2 separate regions of the Zea mays genome follow, and region 2 is linked to region 1. The links are chromatin contacts, called in public Hi-C maps. All regions are on one chromosome and are shown on one strand. The core of a region is the stretch at or near the end of the contact, and the rest is flanking DNA. Distances in the headings are between cores, read along the strand shown.

Evidence for each region. Hi-C and Micro-C count contacts between places; a contact is called where the count stands out from the background.
Region 2: a Hi-C map of tassel shows a contact between it and region 1, with 5 times the contacts expected there. The contact joins the promoter of LOC100191163 here to the enhancer-like site in region 1. A contact is called at or near these places in 3 of 25 Hi-C or Micro-C datasets (bundle sheath, ear and tassel).

Annotation. Positions count from the first base shown.
Region 1 is chr4:92,883,534-92,890,563 of Zm-B73-REFERENCE-NAM-5.0, reverse strand. It overlaps LOC100277781, which reads right to left. Exons shown (of 11, transcript NM_001349958.1): 8 at 5,903-5,987; 9 at 5,538-5,753; 10 at 4,879-4,940; 11 at 3,815-4,778. The coding sequence ends at 4,031. Among protein-coding and RNA genes, the nearest start is that of LOC100277781, 40 kb to the right of the region's middle. Within about 2 kb of position 3,638, at least 14 of the 20 cell types and tissues checked have an H3K27ac peak or open chromatin away from gene starts, as enhancers often do. A contact at or near this core is called in ear and tassel, where this site is marked.
Region 2 is chr4:93,548,347-93,555,376 of Zm-B73-REFERENCE-NAM-5.0, reverse strand. It overlaps LOC100191163, which reads right to left and starts at 3,834. Exons shown (of 10, transcript NM_001136598.1): 1 at 3,632-3,834; 2 at 3,493-3,550; 3 at 3,250-3,399; 4 at 3,103-3,162; 5 at 2,779-2,861; 6 at 2,648-2,705; 7 at 2,346-2,474. The coding sequence starts at 3,823.

The DNA.
Region 1 (7,030 bases), core at 2,389-4,888:
AGGTAATGTCTGGTAACGCCTATTTGCTACAAATATTACAAGGCAAGAATTTACCAAAGGCTTTGAATGGGCGTTTCCTCAAACAGTACCATCCTAGTATGTGGCAAGATGCCTAAGAGAACCGATGTGATCACATCGAGTTAGATGCTTTTGGTTCGCCCAGCTCCACCAAAAGGCAGGGGGGCATATGTTCGAACCAAAAATGAGCAAGCGGACGGTCCGCGCCTGTGGGCCGGACGGTCCGCGCGTGCGCAGAATAGATTAGGGTTCCGAGTTTTGTGCTACGGTTGTTAGCTATATTCGCGGGATTAGCTCGGAATCAGTTGTGTAAAGGGTCCAGCCCCCCTCCTCTATAAATAGAGAGGTCTACGGCCGATTTGTAATCATCAACAATCGAATCAATATAACTTTTATTCGCATTTTATCCTAAGAGTAGTTCTAGTCTAGTTTAGGTTTAGCCTCCCAATCCCCAAATTCTTCGTCTCTCTTCGGCTCTACGTCGATTAGAGGAGTCTAGGTCGGCCGGCCCGAGCCTAGACACCACCTAGGATCTCTCCTCCCCGACGGGGTCCCTCCCGGGAGCGAGATCCAGGCGCCGCCGGCGACTTCCGCCGTCTCTGCGTACGCGCGGACCGTCCGGCCTCAGGGCGCGGACCGTCCGGCCGTCAGGCAGAGAAGCCCTAGCCGCGCACCAGGCCGCGGACAGTCCGCCCCTGCGCAGAGAGTACCACCGTGCCTCGCACCAGGCCGCGGACCGTCCGGCCCCGCGCGCGGACCGTCCGCCCCTGTGCAGAGAGCACCGCCGCCGGTTCTTCTTGAGTATTTGGCGCTCCGAAAAGGCGTCAACACCTATACAAATTAGATAAGTATTCCTGGTTGGATTGGTTCTAGACCATGATTCCGGAACAAACGAATACACCCTAACAGTATGTAGTAGCCAGGAGCCCAGCCTCCCAGGACTGGAGAGGTCCTCGGCGCCTTTCCATGGCACGCGCAGGCAGCTGGACGATCCAACTGGTGGCTTGTTCGCTGCGGCTTTAATCCGACTGCGGCTGCGGCTTCTACAGTATTTTATCTCTAGGGATTGCAGCTGCAACAGTATTTTGCAGCTGCAACAGTGCTCCCACATGGGCAGCCGAACAAGCTCTGGATTTCTCTTGTACTTTTGAGCCGGTCGGCGAGATATAAGCAGGGAACAAAGGATAGGCCACCAGATCCAGCTGCTTTTGATCTCTCAACCTTTTGACATCTCACGATCATGGCTTGCTTGCCTCTTTTGCACTAATGAACAGAGAAGAGGAGTGGTGGGTGGCTCATTGATAGACCTCTGTATAAACGCCATGCGTCCATGGTGGTATGCTCGCGAGGCTGCTGCGGGTGCGTCTTTCGGCCGGCCGGCCAGTGAGGTTGATGCTTTGGTGTAAAAAACACCTCGATCGAATAGCGGAGCCAATCAAATTGGAATTGATCATCTTACCGGCCGCACGGCCGGGCTGCCGCCGCATTCCTTCGACGGCACGCCCACGCCAAGATATATGTGGCCACGGCGATCGAGCGCCCGCTGCTCCATGTGTCGGCGACGCGCAACCGGTGTGGGCACTAGGGGAACGAACGGAGTGATCGATCGGGACGTGCGAGTTGAAGAGCACATCATGGCCATTTCGCTTGTTTAATTTACATGCGGGACGGCGCCGCAACGCGGGTGCGTGCATGCAGATTGCAGGCACGCTGCACACATGGCAGATGCCCACACGAGGTTGTGGGCGGCGGCCGGACGGCCGGACCGTCCTGTCCACTGTCCTGTGCTACCGCTTGTCAGGGACGTGAACGTGATTGGAACGGGCGGGCTGTCCTGTGCTACCGCTTGTCCGGGACGTGAACGAGATTGGAACGGGCGGGCATGCGTGGCAATGCATGCGACTTGTCGCGCTCGACTCACCACACAGCCGCTAATGATCGTTTCGTTTGTAGCCGAATTTCGAAGAACCGGTTGGTACTTTGTGGCTTAGGCTGTTTCAAACCTCCAAAGCTAATTGTTAATCAGCTAATAAGTTGTTAACTGGTTTAAATGGGTTGTTGGAGCAACTAACAACCAGTAGCTATTTAAGCGGTATAACTAACAATTAATATATTGATCTACTAGTTGACCTGTTCTAAATCTCTCAAGTATTTTTAGTTGTTAATTATTAGTTTTAGATGTTTAGAATATGGCCTTAGGCTGTCTCCAAAATAGATCGGTAAAGATTGTGTATTCTAATAGAGGATTTTCTTCTCTATAGTTCGAACAGTATCATCTAAAACATCTTTTCATCTGTTGTATACGTAGAGGTTCTCTTCTCTATCTAATTTAATACTTTAAATAGCGGATTAAGCAAAACTAAAATATGTACAAGACATGATAAATATGTATGTTCAAAAATCACCTGTAAAATATATCTTTAATATAGGTATTTAACGTATAGATGACAAGATATAAATTAGAGAAAAATAAGATAGAGGAGAGAATTTTTAGAGAAGTATGTGTAGAAGGAATATAAAAGAGACATAATATAGTTGGAGATAATATTAATGTGCTATATCTTTCCTTGCATGGACTCATTGTTGATATGTCCTCTCATCCTTAGTAACAGAAGTGAAGCGAAATCAAGGAAGAGTCCCTTATCCCTGCGTTCACCACATGCTCTGTCGAGGGCACAATAGCACCCATGGTTGTGGCCTCTGATCACGATGGGTGCTATATAAATGAGCCTATGGTCGGCATGGACGCCATCACAACCGTTTGGCCAAAACTGTACCCGCCACAAGGTCTCGATCACCTTACCCTACTAATAACTGGAACCACTATCACAAATGGCTTCCATGGTTCTTGAATCCCCTGCTGGAGCAAGAATCTAGGTACCCCTCGTTGATGCAACTAACAATGAGTAGGAGCACAAGGAGTGTGGGGCGTCGGCAACGAATGTTGCAACACTAACGAACACCGCCATCAAATCCAGGAAAGAAGGTTCATCCTGATTACCCCTATCATAATCGAGGTAGTAGATGGATTGGCATTCTAGAGTCTTAGAAAAGTAACGTATCAAATGCAGATGATACATCTAGGAAACAAATCAGGTGCAAACCATGTAATGGTGCAAACCAACATGTAGTTAGAAGTGGGAGAAGGTATTTAAAAGTATAATAGAGGAGGTGGAATGGTTGTTTTGATAGCTGACACATGATGGGAGGGTTATTTTAGGAAATTTTCATAACTGCTTGCACGGATGCACGGTTTGCACCAAATATCTGGTTTGCACATGATCCGTTGCCTCAGAAAAGATGTTGAGTTCACTATAATCTATCACCCATCGCTTCAGCAACGAACATTAGTTCGGTGACTCTTCTGAGTAACCGTGCTCCGATAACCTTTTTCTATCCATTTCTTACCTCGTGATTCGTGCTCCGATCACCTTTTCTATCATCGGCTAACTCCGACGGTGTGCCAACTGCCAACCAGCTAGAATTTGGGGGGTTTGCGGTCCTGGGTTTCCAGAATCTCGATAGCTATCAACAAGCACGTGATGCATGCATTATGCCAACCAGATCACCTTATATATCCGATAAGGGTCCTGGCCATCGCTTGGCCCATACAATCAATGCTGCTGCAGGGTTACGACTTACGAATCCGAAGCCTCGTCGCCGGCCGTGTCGTTCAAGGAGAAGCCATCCCTATATATGTCAAACTTGTACTTGCAAAAAATCGAGCCTACTAGTGAGTAGTGACACGCCATCTGTTTGAGCGTTGCCAGGCCCACAGATTTCAGAGTCTGTGTTCAATGAACTTTTGCATTAATCTTATGATCTACTCCTACAGTCCTACGTCGATCCCGTGGAATACGTGACATTTGTTACAGGTTCCTCGGGATTATATCACCAAGTTGGGGATTCAACTTTTATGGACTACGACATCTCTCTTCTCTTTTTACACAATGCAGCGAGATAATATTACAGGCTACATTACATTATTTCTCTACAGCCCAAACCCTGCACATCAATAAAATGTTTGAGCGGTCCTGTCCCTAGATGGTCTTCTCAATAAGACACCGCCCCTGGTTTCTCCAGGGTCATGTCCGCTCCCATCTAACTGCCTATATTGGTCTGTTAACTTACTGCTCAACTGCTGATTACTTCTGTCAGTATACAACAAGGACGTGCTCTCATCGCCCTCAACCTGCCCACCGGAACCGACGACCTGATGCTTGTGGTCGGCAGAGCTAGCCGCACTGTATGCATCCCGGCCTGATGAGCTGGTATTCAAGCTGGACCTGGATCGGGAATACGTAGAATAGTCACTCTCCACAGGTGCTCCTCCCATGGGGCCTCCTGGGTACATTTGATCACTCTCCACAGGTGCTCCTCCCATGGGGCCTCCTGGGTACATCTGATCAGCAGCTCCGAACACATACTCATACTCCTCGGTGCTGGTCGAGTTCCTCGTGCTCTCGCTGCTATCGGTGCTTACAGTGCTGTGCGACCCTGCATCAGAGTTGCTAAAGAGGGATGAACTCTCACTAGGACTCGGAGAATCTGAAGGCGAATATGGTGCATTCCTATATTCGTCAAATGCATGGGTAAGGTCATCTGCCGTGTGGTTGCTATGCCGCTGACCATCTTGGTGCCTGTTGAAAGAACCTCCTCGCCATGTTGTTCCTCCTGGAACCACCTTCTGTTTGGCCTTCTTCGGGCGTGCTGGGTCCGAAATAGCCTGCCTAACAGAGCTCGGTGCCCTCGGTGAACACCTGATTTAATTAGAACAGGGTTTAGAATATACTGACAAGTCCTCAGGCATAACCGGACAAGTGAGTGAAACTGTTAGAACAAAAGAATCCCAGTAATCACCTTGCATACAGCAGCATATAAGCACACTTTGACATAACATTGTCCAGAGATACAGGTTTCACCTGCAAACGACAGTTATTAAAAGCATATTTACAACTGATTCTCTGATGATAACCCCCACAGTTTTCCCTTGAACATGCACAGTTATCATTGCACTAACAAGGCGTATAAGCATACAGCCAAGCATACAGCCCACACACCCCAACTAGGATGATAACCCATCGTAGTTGGCTTTCAAGCCAGAGGATTATCAGTTAGGGGGACTCAAGTTTTGACGTATAATATTTTAGGGGATTTCCATTTTTCCAAGGGAAATTAGTTCATTTTCCCTTGGGAAAGGGAAAACAGAAATCTCTTGAAAAAATGGAGTTACCAAACTAACCCTTACTAACAAACACAAAAAAGCATTCCTCACTATTCCAATAATATGCAGAATCTGATCACTATTCTAGTAAGATGCATATTATAATAATAGTTTCATATTCCCAAGAATTATAGATTCATTTGTGGACACAAAATCATAAGGTCCTACTTTGAAGGAACTTGAATTAATTCATTTTTGTAGCAAATCCTAGAAATTTGGAGCTCAAAATCACGTTCCAAACATGCCCTAATCATGAGAACAGAACCATGAGATGTCCAAAAAAGAGTAAGCATACCTGACTGTCATCTGCCTTGAACCACTTTCCATGTGTATCTTTAACATAACATACATAATGACCAGAGAAGGCAGCATTCATGACATCATGATGGACAACCACTGCATAGAGGCTGTAAACTGGCGATATGTCATCAGTATCTGGATTCATATAGCAAACTATGTTGAGGGTTTCTGGAAATCTGATGGCTTTGCTGATCTTTCCAAACTTGCCAGACTGCACATAAAAGGACAATGTTTAATGATACATGAAGCTACAAACATTCCACTCTTCTACATGTAGTTGCCATCTCTATTGCTAGGACAGTGTTTATATAGAACTTTTGAAATGTAAATGTTTGATGACAATGATAATCTAGATAGTACCTGATATCTTTTCAGTGCAATAGTCAGAATATTCGGCGCTTCTTCTATTGTCAGCTTCTTTTTAGCACGTTCATAAGATTTGCATCTGAAAAGACAGAGTAGAGCTAGGAGAATGAAAATTTGACCAAAGAAGAATTGCATACAGAGGCTAAAAGAGAAGCGAACCATTAATACATTACTAGATTAGTGAAATACACTAAGAACATAATAGTGGATTGATTTTCTTTTCTTATTTCCTTGAACATGCAGGAGGTCTGTGTATCTTTGTATTAAAGAGAGAAAGAGTGGTCCCATACAACACAAACCCCTTATCTCACTAGAGAATAAGAAGGGGGGTTAACTTAAAAGACAAGAAACAACAAACACCTTAACTAAAGAACGACCCCTAGTCCAAACACCTAATGGATTTTGTTATCAAATTTACTATTGCAATTTGTTCAACCCTTCAGATTCTTTTAAGAGGCCTTAGAAAAGGAATACTTCTTTCAATTATTTTCAACATCTTTACCAACGCTTGAGTACAAAGGAGAGAATAACATATATAGGATGTATAGGGTTCGCAACCTTATAGCTAATGAAGTTGTGGCGGGATACTCTAGAATTCAAAGGTTTTAGACTCAGTAGAACTAAAACAAAATATATGAGATGTAATTTTGGCACTACACATGAGGAAGGAGTTGTTAGTTTGGAAGGTCGAGTAATGTCTAGGAAGGACACCTTTAGGTATTTAGGATCAGTGCTACCCAGTGACAGAGGTATTGATGAAGATGTTAGCCCTGTAATCAAAGAAGGGTGGATGAAGTGGCGTCAAGCGTCTAACATTCTATATGACAAGAGGGTACAACATAAGCTAAAAGGCAAATTTTGTAAGACAAAGATGACTTGCTATGTTGTATGGTGCAGAATGTTGGCCTACAAAAAAGACGATATGTTCAGTCCATAAGTGTTGAGAAAATGTGTATGTTGCATTGGATTGGATTTATGGCCATACAAGAAGGGTAGAGTCCAGACTGATATATCATATATATATGATAGGCTAGGAGTAACACCAATTAAAGCTTGTCTAACATCGGTTGAGATGGTTTGGACATATCCAACGAAGACCTGTAGAGGTGTCGGTGCATAGTG
Region 2 (7,030 bases), core at 2,585-5,084, 660 kb before region 1:
TTGAACCACCACCTGGACGCCTAGGCGACGTCTAAGGCTAGCAAGGCGACGTCTAAGGCGAGCAAGGCGACGCCTTATCAGTCTCAGAACCAGCAAACCAGCAACATGGAGGAGGAAGAAAAAGAAAAAAAGAAGGGAAAAGGGGAAGGGGTAGGAGGCCCTTCCCACTAGCTAGCCCATATAATCATTACCCTGGTTGCCCTAGGTTGCCTCTCTCCTCCACATTTCAACCGTTAGTTGACTTCTCCTCCATGGTTTAGCCGCTGCCGCCTTAATTGAGCTGTCGTTGCCACTGGTTCGCTGCCGCCTCCGTCGATTCGACCGTTGTCGCCCCCGATTCGGTCGCCTCTACTCCCAATTCGGGCGATGTCGCCCTGATTCGACGTCGCCCCTTATCCTTCCCCTCTTTTGTCAGCTCTCTTGCTTTTATCTAGGCGGAGAGGACGTCTTGGACCTTTTGGGCGCCTGGACGCCTAGGCGACGCCTTTGAAACAATGATAGGGGCTACTTATCTCATAGCAAATCCAATGTTCCATGGCCGTGTAAATCATATTGAAATTGATTTTCAGTTTGTGAGAGAAAGAGTAGCTAGAAAGCTCTTAAAAGTGAGACTTGTCTCTACTGAAGATCAAATTATAGATGGTTTTACTAAAGCTTTGACTATGAAGAAATCGGCATCCTTTAGAGACAATCTCAACTTGTGCAAGTTATGATTGAGGGGGTGTTAGATTGAAAAGTTTGTAATCTAGCATATAAACCTCTGCTATGTAAAAGTAGGCAATCCAGGAGATAACTCTGCTATAGATAACTAACCTAAATTATAGCGGATTCGGTTAGGATATAGCAAATTTTGTTAGGCAGAGTTATCTCCTTTTAGTTGTTGTACGCGGTAGTCCTCTACCTATATAAACATATTTTGTTTGAATGTAATGGCAGGATCTCTGCCTCTCAATTAAGAAGGGATTGACCCAGTTTTTAGGGAAAACGGGTCCAAAACCTACACAGAGTGCACAGTCGAGAAAGGTGGAAGGGCCCCCACAAACACCACAGACAAACGCCCAACATGAGTCGTCATTGACGAGCTCAACGAAAAGGATGAGCAGCTCCGACTTCCCATGACGGGCAGTACACAACCAAAGGCACTCGACGACGCCTACATCCAAACACCGGCACATGAGGAGGAAGATCACGGTGCTCCATCGTTGCCAAGCTTCGACACACCCCACGCGAGGCTGCTCCGATTCTTCACAGATGAGTCTGGAACCACAGCGCCGAGCACCGGGGGCAAGTAGATGCCAGGAGCGACAAAGACCCAAACACCACCGAGCCAAGCGAAGTGACGAAAGGCCTCTGCATTGCCGACAACCACCCAAGTCGAAGGGCTTCTGGACAGCGCCTTCAAGGAGAAATGACGTTGAAGCGCCGTCGCCGCCACCCGCCTAGAACAATCTAGGCAGAGTTTCCGCCGAAGACCTAGCAAAGCAGCGGTGATCGCCAGCACCGTGGAGGAGGCTGCAGGGTCAGCCATGTCGAGGCCACCCCGCCAAGCCGTCGCGTGTTGCCACCATCAGCAGTCCACCGACGCAGCAGTCCAGCGGGAATGAAGGACGAGGGAGATTCGTGGTACGGCGCCCTCTATAGGGTAGGAGTGGCACTCGCAAGCGTCACTGTCGTCCGCCCGCAAGCAGTCATGGCTTTCGCCGAAGGACCCACCACCACCCATTAAGCCGCTTGGCGCAGCACCTGGCCGTCGCGTCATCGTGTTGCTCTAGCACCCGCACCCGCAGCACTTGTCGATGTGCCAAGTGCTCGCCTGCGCATTGATCCGCTCACGATGTAGGGTCTAGGCCCGGCGCCTGAGTCGTCTGCCGCGGCGGCGATGGCGAAAGCGAAGAGACTAGGCTAGGGCGGAGAAGAAAGAGCACGGGGCGGGGGGTGGGGCGCCGGACCACCACAGTCGCCAAAGGAACGAGAAACCCAAGGAGCGAGCGAAGCACTCCTTGCCACCGCCATCCTTGAAGAGGCGCGCGGGAAGCGCCGCCGCCTACTCTGGCAGCGGCAAGGCCAGAGGCGAGGTGGAGTAGCGGCGACCGCTAGGGTTTGCCGCCCGAGCGAGGCGACGCGAGAAGGTTGCACTTTTCACCTTCCTATATAAACATATCATTGTTGCCTGAGCTTGCTTAGTAGGCAGACACGCTTACCCAATCCTGGTATCTATTCTCACAATATGGAGAAGAGTGATGCTACAAAATGAAATCATAGCTTCTGTGCAGCTCACCAAACCATGTCTACTTTAAATGTGTTTGTCTCAGACAACAAATACATAATAATATATAAGTTCTCACCTGAATCTGATGTGACAAGCTTTTCAGGAACAGTGCACATCCTTTTCATCAAACGAGTCACTAAACTATCGATTATCTCCCCAACTAAGTCTTTTTCCCTTTCCGATGAAAGAATGTTCTTCAGTGTAGCTGAACAGGGAACATGATTACCGAATGATTAGCCAAGGTCGTTTCAACAAATGTAGATTGCATACGCAACAGTGTATCATTTGAATATTCATATTTTTCATTTCATTGAATTCTGTTTTTGTCAAAGATTAATGGAAAAAGCCCAAATACATAACAGCTCACATATAACTTACCCAAAATGAAATCTACTGCTTGGTGAGAAAATGTAGCAAATGAGTGGCCAGCTTCACTCTGCACAAGTGAATCTTACCTTTAGAAAGATGAAACAAAATATCTTAGTTGTAAACAAACTATATGATTTTACTTTGGCAAAAATGCCGTCTGATAGCTCCACCAGGAAATCAGTCGACATGCTGAGCTGCTGCATCTCATCCTCACTGTTGAAATCTGGAGAAGTGAAACAATTGAAACTATAACCTAAGAAATATAACATTTTCTCTTCCAAGAGTAACCCAGATAATCAGAAATGAGCGTCACAGGGAAAATTTTCTACTGTACATTGACAGATTTTCTACTGCAAGAGAAATGCAGTCCAAGGCAAGTGAAAGGCTGTTGTTTACAGACTTTTCAAATTTTAGATGTTTGAATGACATCAAAATTATGACGGTGGATTCAAGACAGAACCAACCGATCAAACTAGAACTTGGAAGAGATCGATCCACTCGCCGTCGCTTCTCCTTCCACCGCACTGTCACACATCACAGAAGTATAAATTACATTAGCAGCCCACAAAAATTTCAAAATACTAGCACATCGAAGCAAACCGAAGCCATACCCAGTCTGAGAAACCTCCTCCTCAGCACCTCGTCAACCCAGTGCTCCCCACCACCGCCACCCTGCTGCGGTCGAAGGTCCCGGCACCCGTCGAAGAAGTGGCACCGGCACGACGCAACCGGGGGCTCCATCTCCTCCCCGCGCACCCCATCTGCTCCGATAACAAACTCAATTTCCACGACGCCTGCAATGGAATTCGGCCAGACGAACAATAGCGCGGATAGATTGGCATGGCCTTACATACCTTGGAGGACCTTGAGCTCCTCGCGGAGGCGGAGGATTTCGCGCTTCCGGTCCTTGGCCTGGGCGGGAGAAGGAGATCTAATGTCAGAGGCGGAGGTAGGGTTTGAATCCGAGGGTTGTTGCTGCTAGGGGAATGGGACCTTGCGCTTCCAGTGGAGGAGAGACGGGGGTGATGTGCCCGCGGTGGCGTTGGCTTTGCCAGGGAGGCGGTTGTAGTGGATGAGAGCCATTGCGAGCGCGGCCTTTAGCGATGGCGAGTCTATTCGCGACGAGGAGGTGCCCGTGGCCGCTGACGCCGTCGGCGTTGGCGGGCGGGGTTTGGGAAGAGCCATGCCGATTGGCGATCGCGGCGGCGCAGGCAAACGAGAGGAGAGGCCCACCCAAGAATATGTGGACCGTGATCCGTGATCAACGAATTTAACATAAACCCGCCTATTCTAGGACCGCGACTACAAACGGCTATTCTACTATTTTAATTAGCTAGAGCAACACTCTAACCCCAAAATCCTATTCTAGCACCTATAAAAGCTTCTCCAAAAGGATTTGAACCAACATATCTTTTTAATAAGGATTTTCTCACAAAATGAATAACTTTTTCTAATAAAAGATCAAATGAAAAGATAATTAAGTTATCCCTTTGTTGATCTATAACTCTTTAAAGAAATTTGAGTTAAATCATATCTTGATAGCTATACAATAGAAATTATTTCTCTAAAATAAACTATTTATGTGTGAATTACATAGCTAGAAGCAATTGCTTCTCTAGAATAATAAATAAATAGAATAATAAAATATTGTTGCATTATTGTTTGTATATTTATAGTTTGAAACTCAAAATAATTTGGAGTTGAATATAGAATCTAAATTCAAGAAAGAAGGCACAAAATATAAAGAAGAGAAGCATACCTAGACCTGGGCTGAATCTTCTCCTCGGCCCAAACCAAATCACTGCACCGACCTCATCACTAGCTGACCGAAGGGACCCATGCCGCAGCCACTCCCTGATAAGGCTGAAGTGCCCGATCTTTCGGTGAGTGGAGATAATTTCGATCTGGCGAAGATGACCCTCACGGTCCGACTACGACGAGCAAGCTCGAGGCGCCAATGCAATCGCTGAACCAACTCCCTATGGTTACCGACCTTGCTGGTGCAAGATCAGCCTGATCACAAAGATCATTTCCTGCACGCAATCGAAGAACGAACAAGAAAAAGATACGAGCAATCTAGTCTATTACTCGATGGTGGAGTTCTGAATACACGAAGACAGCGCTAATATGTGCGTGTTTGGGAATAGCTAAGGCTAATGTAAAACAAAACTCAAGGAACAAAAGGAGGTGCAGCTACTAGATAAATAGAGAGAGGGGCACAGCCCCTGGTGGCGGCCAAGGTGGAAAAACGCAACCCTAGGGGCGGCCCATCCTAGGTCCTCCACCTTGGGTCGTAATTGGGCCGGTCGTCTATTCTTCTGGTCCCTCATTATTCAGTAGCATGACGAAGTTAAGATCTCTTGCACGGGTCCGAGTGATTTGCCCAACTAATGAAGGAAGTGGTGCCTAAGGTGAAGTTGGCCTAGCTGAGGAGGGATGTGGCGCCTGAGGTGGTGGTGCTGCTGGTGTATCGTACTCGTGTTGCAGTTGATATCCTCATCATCCTCCCCTTCTTGAAGTGAAGTCATCCTCAACGGTAACTCGTCATCCTCGCCCATGTATGGTTTCAAATCTGGAACATTAAAACTAGTGTAAACACCAAATTCTACAGACAGGTCAAGGATATAAGCATTATCATTAATCTTTGTTAGCACCTTAAAAGGACCAGCAACACGAGGCATTAATTTAGAATGGTGCAAATTAGGAAACTAATCATTTCTCAAGTGCAACCAAACCATATCATCTGGCTCAAAAGTAACGAGTTTTCTTCCTAAGCAACTTGACTTTTTGCATTAGTAGCAGCAATATTCTGTTTAGTTTGTTCATGTATGGTAATCATTTGTTCAACATATGCAGCAACATCTACATGTGGGGCTCTCGCGGCATTAAGTGAAATCAAATCAATAGGTGCCCTAGAAATGTAACCATAAACAATCTGAAAAGGGCACATCTTTGTAGAAGAATGTGTGGCGTGATTATAAGCAAATTCAATATGAGGCAAGCAATCCTCCCAATGTCTCAAATTCTTGTCTAAAATAGCCCTAAGCATTGTAGATAAAGTTCTATTTACTACCTCAATTTGTCCATGTAACACCCTGAATTTTGGGGTATAAAAATTTCTTTGCTCTATACTCAAAGTTCAGGTGTTACCCTTTTCTTTATTCACTTTTCTTTTCCCTTTATCAAATCAGTAGAGAGTTATTTTGGTTCTATATTAGTAGGAGCTCTAGGAGTGTCATGATTGTTGCATTCATACTGCTGGATAGTGTTTCCAAGTGTAAAAAGTGTTTGAATCATGTCAATATGTCTTGTAGTAGTCGCTCGTAGATTTTCATATTTTTCTGAATATTTTTCTATTTTTCGAAATTCAAAATCTATTTATTTGAGGTACTTAGAAACATTTCAAAAGTTCTAAATATGTTTTTGAGTTTATTGGGTGCCAAATCATATCTAGGAATTTTCCTATGATTTTTTAAAAATGATTTCTGCCTTTTCTGAAAATGAATTTTAATTTTAGAAATAGGATAATTACGAAAAATAAAAGATCTTCAAGCTCTAGCAATATATATATCCAGAATCCTCTCGTTGAGCCCTTTTCAAAATTCGAAACCCCACCCTCAGATTCGATCCGAAATCCCGAAATCGCTCGCCGAAGTTCGGAGGTGGTTCTAACTCCGACGACAACTCCAGCGAGCAATTACTTTCAATCTATGCGTCGGCGGCGGAATCCGAGGGTACCACTGTGTTCATCTCGTCGAGAGCTTCGTCCCGGTGCCTTCGATTCGTCGATCCGATCGATTGTTCATCCCCAATCGAAGATTTTGTGCTCGGCTACGGCGAGGGTCGTCTTCTCCGGTGAGCCTTCACCATTGTTGTATCTATGGTTTCTTCATGTTCTTCGTTTTTCGTCTGTGCAGGGCCTCCCTCTCCCTCATCTTCTCTCCCCCGGCGGCGATACCTCCCCCTCCCTCGTCCCCCCCCCACGCGGCGGTGGCCGGACCGGCCGACCGGCTTGGCCCCAGCGCAGCCCCCTTCCCTCCTCCCCTCCCATGGTTGAGAGGAAGGAGAAGAGAGGAGGTAGAAGATGGAAGTTTTGTAATTTAGCCCATGTTCTATTTTAATCCGTACGCAGGAATTTAGTTTAAATTAAAACAACGATAACTTTTGCATTTTAATTCCGATTCACTCCATTCAAGTTTTGTTAGATTCGTATTAAAATTGTCTACATGTTAGAGGTAAAGTTCTCTGTTGTTACATATTTTATCTAATTTATTTAAACATTTGTTTGACTGGAGGTTAATAGAACGACGCTTCAATTTAAATCTAGTTTATAATTTCAAATTGCGCACGGGATTAATTGTATATGAACTATTCTTATTAAATATTTTTTAG